Regions from separate parts of the Ovis aries genome. Here region 2 is linked to region 1. A link is a contact called in public Hi-C data. All regions are on one chromosome and are shown on one strand. The core of a region is the stretch at or near the end of the contact, and the rest is flanking DNA. Distances in the headings are between cores, read along the strand shown. Region 1 overlaps LOC106991936 (a long non-coding RNA gene). Region 2 holds the start of CCDC6 (coiled-coil domain containing 6).

The links. A called contact is a pair of places that touch in the nucleus more often than the background predicts.
Region 2: a contact with region 1 is called in a Hi-C map of hypothalamus, with 2.9 times the contacts expected there. The contact joins the promoter of CCDC6 here to the enhancer-like site in region 1. A contact is called at or near these places in 4 of 16 Hi-C or Micro-C datasets (hypothalamus, muscle, skin fibroblasts and 1 more).

The regions. Positions count from the first base shown.
Region 1 is chr25:14,634,205-14,637,968 of ARS-UI_Ramb_v3.0, forward strand. All of the region lies in intron 2 of LOC106991936 (a long non-coding RNA gene), which reads right to left. Among named protein-coding and RNA genes, the nearest start is that of SLC16A9, 100 kb to the right of the region's middle. Within about 2 kb of position 1,912, at least 8 of the 54 cell types and tissues checked have an H3K27ac peak or open chromatin away from gene starts, as enhancers often do. A contact at or near this core is called in hypothalamus, where this site is marked.
Region 2 is chr25:14,905,725-14,909,440 of ARS-UI_Ramb_v3.0, forward strand. CCDC6 (coiled-coil domain containing 6) reads right to left here and starts at 2,212. Exons shown (of 9, transcript XM_015104369.4): 1 at 1,411-2,212. The coding sequence starts at 1,719.

The DNA.
Region 1 (3,764 bases), core at 662-3,161:
TGCATGTTTTAGCCGACATGAGACTATACACTATTGTCTATTTTTTTAATGAATAATTTTTATTATATCAGCTAAAATCCAGATAACATTCAAATTTTCTGAACTGACCCCAAAATTTCCTTTAGCTGGTTTTGTTCAAACCAGTATCTAATCCAGGATGATTCACTTCATCTTTTCCTTTTTCCCTTCAGTCTCGTTTAACTTGGCCGACATGAAATAGATGGCCCCAAATATCCTGAGAAATGCCCCCGCTTCTGGATTTGGATCTGTCTTTGTTGCTGTCTTACAGTGCTGTTTAACTGTCCCTGAACAATAGAGGCTCAGTCTGAAGGGCTGAAAGGATTCAAGGTGCATCAGGAGGCTGGAACTATCTTGGCATGACATGAATGGCGCCAAGTCTGATCCTCGATTAGCGCACTGACAGTCTGCCTCACACTGCGCTGTGCAGTTTGTGCCTTCCTCTGAGGATGTCTCCCCCAAATCCATATGCTGAAACCCTAACCCCCAATGTGGTGGGAAGAGGAGGTGGGGCCTTTGGGAGGTGACTGGGTCGTGAGGGTGGAACCTCCATGTTGGGATTAATGTCCATATAAAGAGGGAGAGCCATCTCTCCTCCCTGCCATGAAAGGATCCAACAAGACATCCACAAACCAGACAGACCCTGATCTCAGACTTCCAGTCTCCAGAACCACAAAAAATAAATTTTTCTTGTTTATAAACCACCCAGTCTATGGTCCTTAGATACAGTGGCCCAGATGGACTAAGGCAAACACCATGTCAGTATGGGCTTCATCATCATCATCAGGCACCCACTTTCAGAGTCATTTTGCACCTCACTTATCTCATCTCAGTCCTAGCCCTAGTTATCAACATCAGTGAATTCTTAGCAGGTTCAAGTAAAGGCCTTTACATGTTCATAAATTCATTTAATGGGAAGAGGAAATTGAGGCACAGAAATCTCACCAGTAAACATTCTGCCCAAGTTACACAGCTAATGAAGAATAGAGTTTGGATTTGAATGGGTGACAACAGTTAAATGTGTCCCCTAAGGCTTTGGTGTTTGGACACTGGGGCCTCTGGATACCGACCCTATTTATTGCTCTTTAGTATGAGCATATCTCTGCAAAAAAAAAAACAAAAAACAAAAAACAAAAAACTGAGGACTTATTTTTAACAGAAATCTGTGGGATGAAGCAGTCAATCATTAAGAGTGGTAAGTTGCTCAGGAAGAATCTTCCAGAGACTAATGGTGTGACCACAGGCAATCAATTGTCTCTCTCTGAACCAGTAAGGAAATTGCAAATGGTCATACCTTTCTGCCAGAAGTAAATGATACAGGGATAAAGGAGTATGGGTGCCAGATAATAGGGAATAAGTGAGGTTATGGAGGTTAGGCTTCTGCCCCATCTTTCTGTTTTCTAATGCCGTTTATTTTCAACCAGTCCTGGCCAAACCCACAAGTCTTGGTAAAATTCATCTGCAGGTCGAGTGAATGCAGTTTCCAGGGTGTATCATCAACGGCCAGGGGCTAATTCCTGACTTGGAGCAACTGAAAACATGAGCTCAACATTTTACAGTAACAGCAGCCGGAGATGCCAAGCTCCCTGGCTAAGCCAAGTCATCTGTGAAATGTGGACACAATTCAATTTAAATAGTAGAACAGTAGCAGCCCGGATTTACGTTTCTGCGTGACTCTCTGCTTAGTTCAAATTGGACCCACTACACTGCCTGATTTCTCAGTGGGCAGTTAGCCTGTAGGAGATGTTCCATATCCAATAACAAATCTCATTTCCTCTCAGACTCAAGGAGACAACAAAAGCCAGATGGCCCTTCAAGGCTGTTAATTATGCTCAAGGATCCCAAGATGGATGCGGCCTACTTCAGGACTTTTTCCTCTAAACCACAAGGTGGCACTGAAACACAGGAAATGCTTCTGAAGCTTTGGGCGTCACCTGCCAGGAGCAGTGGAGAAAAAGGAAAGCAAACAACTCAACTGAGGTCGCTGAACTGAAAAGGACACCAGCTCAGGAGGCCTAGCAAAGAAGGTCTCAGCATGCAGCAGATTCCCAGTTAGACGTCTAAATCCACAGGTGCCCAAGTTTCAGGCTGCAGGTAAATTACATCTGAAAATGCAAAGCTTAAAGAGCAATTAAGTCATGCTCTGGTTTGTTAATGAAGCCAGCACTAAGCAATGGGGCAGGTAATTAATGTAATTGAGCTCCGAACTGAAAAAGCCACCAAGCCTCTTGTCATAAATACTACACCTGTTAAGGGATGTGTGCACATATAGGTGAGCTGAATGGTAGGGAAAAAACCCTGGGAAGACCCTGCAGAAAATCATAGACAACTGGGAGGTCACCTCCCCCAAAATCCAGGAAGCAGAGAAAGAGAAAGAAAACAGCTTTCCCCACGGTCTTTCTAGACCTGTGCTGTCATACAGTACCCACGTGTGCCCACTGGGTACTTTCTGAACTGAGAAGGGCTGTAATTTCCAAATATACACTAGATTTTAAAAAAAAGCAAACTCTCTCATTAAGCACACTGTGTATTAGTTACATGTTGAAATGATAGCATTTTGGATCAACTGAGTGAAATCAAATATTAAAATTAATTTCCCATTTAGTTCCTAAAAAACTGTAAATTACATATGTGCCTCTCATTGTATTTCTACTGCATATTGCTGCTCTAGAAGCAAGAGCTTCCCTAGTGGCTCAGATGGTAAACAATCTGCCCGCAATGCAGGAGACCGGGGTTCAATACCTGGGCCGGGAAAATCCCCTGGAGAAGGAAATGGCAACTTGCTCCAGTATTCTTGCCTGGAGAATTCCATGGACAGAGGAGCCTGGTGGGCCACAGTCCATGAGGTTGCATAAGAGTCAGATACCAGCAAGCAATTAACACACACTAGGAGCAAGACACTGGTACAACCGTATTGTTTGTAAAATACTGAAATACCAGTGGAATGGTAACCCTGCCCTTGTCCCCCAATTCCTCCTTGAGTTCTCACTGCCTTGGCTGCTCAAGTCCCTCAGTCTTGCAGTGCCACCCAGCCAGCTCGTGGTAAGCCCCTCATTTCCTTGTGTCCATCCCAGCAATCCCAGATTGACCCTGGATCCACAAGAGAGTTGACAGTCCTGGGGGTGGTGCTAGCCCCCTGCAGACAAATGCCCCGTGTCCATCTGGCCTCCACCTAGTCCTCCTGCCTTGGTTGTTGGTGAGAAATGCAGACTTCACAGTGACTCTGCCTGTCAAATATTTTGCATCTCACCCACACCTATAAAGCTTGCACTTGGCTCCATCGTGATTTTTCTCAATTTGCGCTCTGTTTATATGCTGATTTACCTAAGTAGAACGTGAGCTCATGGGTGGCAGGGCAAATCTTAACCAGCCTTTTATTCCGTGTTCACAGTACCAGGAGTAAATGCATAGACACGTATGTTCTTTGCATATACGTTGGTGAAAGTAAGAAATGGGAAGATTCTTGAGCAGCATCAGGAGGCCACACGGTGGTCCTCAGATCAGTCTCCACATCCAGAAAGGAGGCTGACTTCTCCCTAAGAGATTTCAAGGTCAGTTTCCCTCTTGGGGTTATGCTACTTGGGAAAAACAAGGAGCAGAAAATCTCTGAAGGGTTTGCAAGGTGAGGAAAGAATCTACCAGTTTGTTTTGTTGAAAATCCTCATGGACTAAGATGACAGAGTCACTTTTAGTCTGTACTTCAAGGTCTCAATCTGATTCTTCAAATCCCTGTTCAGTTTCTCACC
Region 2 (3,716 bases), core at 962-3,461, 270 kb after region 1:
AAGTGCAAGCCAGCACAGGGCGGGGTTGGGGGGGTGGCGGGGAGCAGCGGTGGATACACACAGTCCATCCTCCACTGAAGACTTTTTTTCTGGTACAGGGGCATCCTAAACTTGCCGCATTTCCTTTGCAGAGTTGTGATCTTCCATCGATCCCCGAATGCACGATTTTTTCTCCATCTGAGGGTTCAACCTAATCAGCTATTGTGGAGTAACTATGGCAATTCATCTCCTTGCTTTCTTGACATTTTCCTCTCTCCTCCTGGCTGGGAAACTGTTTTGATCTCAACAGGGTTGCCTGTATGGGGATTGTGCATGCTAATGATGTGGCTAGCCGGCAGGGATAGTAGGTGAGAGCACACGCTGTACTTTTCCCAGTTATGTTTCGCCTCATCACAGCTAATAGTGGCCTTTCTAAAGGCCTGCTACACGAGAAGGGAGACCTACACACCTAATCTTATCCTCTTTGGGGGAGCCTCCGGGGACCAGGTGGAAACAGAACAGACAGCCCGTACTCCCATCAAGTATCTAGACGCCGAACCAAAATATCCCCCAGACAGACACTCCACCGCCAAGGAACCAAACACACGCAAAACACACACACACACACCAAAAAACAACTCCCTCTTGATCGGCGAGGGAGTCAGTCGATCTCCTTCACCCTGGTGTTAGCCGGTCCAGGGTTCATACCCTTCGCTCCGTCCAAGCCAGGATAAGATGCTGCATTCTCCCAGCAGTACACGGCCTCCGCCACCCCCCACCCAGGGAAAGGACTTCCAATGGAGGTGGGAGCATCAGCTCCGGTACCCGCCCTTCCCTCTCGATCCTGGCCAGAAAAACTGCACTTCCCGGATTCCCGGCCACTCTCTCCCGCCCCCTCCCCGGGCGATCCAGCTAGCGCCGTCCTGATGCCAACCAAGTGCCCAGCCCAGCTGCACACTCCCCGCAGCCCGCGGCCAAGCCCCCGGAACAGGCCCCGGCTTCCTGCCTCTCCCTCAGCCTAGGACTCCCCGATTCTGGACGCACCCCTCAAGCAAACTAGGACTGGAAAAAGTCCCACCCCGCCCCCCCACCCCCGCCAGCCACGCCGCCACCTTCCAGCTCCTCCCGGAGGAGCCTCCTCCCCAAGGGGCGACCAGGGAACGTCGGTGGGGCGGGGGAGGGGGGGGTCCCAGCAGCCTCCTCCCGCACCCCGCGAGGGGCCTGGACCCCGGGGAGGGCAGACCCGCGCGGCTCCGAAGGACACCTCCCACTCCCTCCACCCTCTGGGGCCGGCGGGTCTTGGCAGCGAGTGTGCTCGCTGCAGGTCATCGGAAGCCTCGAAGAGCCCGGGGGCTGCCCTGGGTCGGGAGGCAGCATCTCCCAGGGGCGGGCGGAGGTCAGCACCGCGGCGCACCCCGGGGGGGCACTCACGATGGTCACGCTGGCTTTGCGCAGGTCGCGGTTCTCCTCCTGCAGCGCCTTGCACTTGAGTTTGTAGGTCTCCAGCTCGATCTTGAGCACCTTGTTCTCCTGCTGCAGCGAGGCCAGGCGGTTGGTGAGCTCCTCCAGGCGGAACGGCGAGATGACAATGCCCCCCGACTTCCCACCGCCGCCGCCTCCCCCGCCGCCACCGCCGCCGCCGCCGCCCGAGGTCGACGAGCAAGACGACTGCATGGCGGCCGAGCTACCGCTGTTGCCCCCCGCCCCGTCCGTGTCGCTCTCGCTGGCGCTGTCCGCCATGGCCGCGGCGGGCTGGGGAGACGCGGAGGAGGAGGAGCAGGGAGGCGGCGGCGGCGAAGGCTGGGCTGCGAATGAGTGGGCGCCGGGGCGAGCACAGGGGAGCGCCGAGCTGGGCGCCTGGCACCAGGGCGCAGACTCGGAGCGGCGGCGAGAGAAAGAGAGGGAGCTTCCCGCTGCCAAGGGACCTCCTCTGCCAGAGAACAGAGACCCCGCCCGGGCTCGGGCAGTATTGCACTGGGGCTCGCTCCAGCCGGGCCTGGCGCGCTCGCTAGGCCGCTCGGCTAAGCCGGCGGAAAGCTCCGAGACTCGCCCGCCGCCGCCCTCCTGGCGTCCGCCGGCGGGCTGGGGACGCGCTGGCCGGACCGGGGCGGGAAAGCCAGGCCAGCCTCCGCACCAGCCGCTCGCCAACCGCACGTGTTCGGAGGGAGGGCCTCCCAGCCCCCTGACCTAAGCCCGTGGCCGCCCAGCCTCTTCCGGGCTCGCGCCCGCTCCTGGGAAAAAGAAACCTAATGCCCCACTAGCCTCGCAGGTGCTGGGGACACGTGGAAAGGTCAGCCCGGCTCGGGCATCCAGCCCCCGCCGACTCCGTGGCCCCATCTTCCGCTGACCGTGTGTGCTCCTGTCTCCCTCTGTCTGTTTCAAACAGACACGCAGCCCTTTTAGTTTGATCTCTCAGTGAGCTTGCCTGGGAAGCTTCGGATAGCGCTCACAGAACAGAAAGTTCCCCTGCAAGGAGCGGAGGAGGGCGACGAGACAGGAGCCACAGGTTAACCTCGTTAAGAAAAAATCTGCAGAAGAGACACACCGCCCTCTTTACTCCTCCTAATAATCCCATAAACCACCCTGCGCTCAATTGTCTAAACAATTGCAAGATTTTTCTTTTCTCTCTGCATTTTGCAGACAATGCCAGGACCTGTTGGGCAATAGGATTAAGACAGTAACATTTATCTAATCCAAAAAGAAAAAAAAGACAAGTTTTGTGGATTAAAACATCTCTTTTAAGTGCCAGTTTTCCAAAGCAACTGCAGGCAGAGCATTCTGCTATACGAATAGTGATAAACGCAAGTGGGAATGCAACATAACCATCATTTTCTTTCCCATCATCTTGCCCACTTCTAGAAAACTTAAGTAGGTCAAAACTAAACACAGATTAATTACGTTGGTGGTCTAATTCGGGGTTCTAGTTTTAAAGCATAAATAGTTCAGAATCAAAACTTGCATTTCCCCTTCTCCGCTCCCAAACAAAGGCTTACAGGAAATTGGCCCAGCAGGTGAGATGATTCTTAACACTTTACACTGTTGACACAAAACAGCTTTCGCTTATGTATGAAAATCAGAAAATGAAACCGACCAGACTAGTTTTATTACCCAAGCTTAGGCAACAGAACAAACATATGGAAACAAAACATAGAGGGAAAATAGGGTGAAGTTTTTTCTATTGCTTTGAACTTTGGGGAAAGTTTATAATGTGTTAGGAAGGATAAAGAAGTGGCTTTAATGATTTTTATTTCAGCTCCTCCATTATCTTTAAAACTAAATTTAGCCTAATAATTACAGTTATTCAATGGCTAATGAAAACTGGTACCCAGGAATAAAGTGAAACCTCCAAGTGTTCCAAATGACATCATCCTTTACCAAGATGGCTGCTTTCTGGCAGCCAGCTCCAAAATGCCAACCGCAATTAAACCCCAAATTTCTAATTATTTTTTAGTCTAATACTAAGGACTTCTGAATTAGTCACTGTTGGTGTAGCAGGAACAACAACAAAAAAAGAGTCGACTTTGCTCTTCAGAAATGTTCAGCCAATGTAAATAACTGTTAGAAGTGACCAGTTTAATTTTCACTGAAACTTGCTCTTCTCTTTGACTTTTCCTTTTGGGAATCTGCTAGAGGAGACAAACAGCTCGTTAAACTGGAAACAGCTTCTGGAAAACTGACTTGCTGGGTGAAATGGAGGAGTAAAGCTAGCGGGGAGCAGCACCACAGGGGGAAACCCA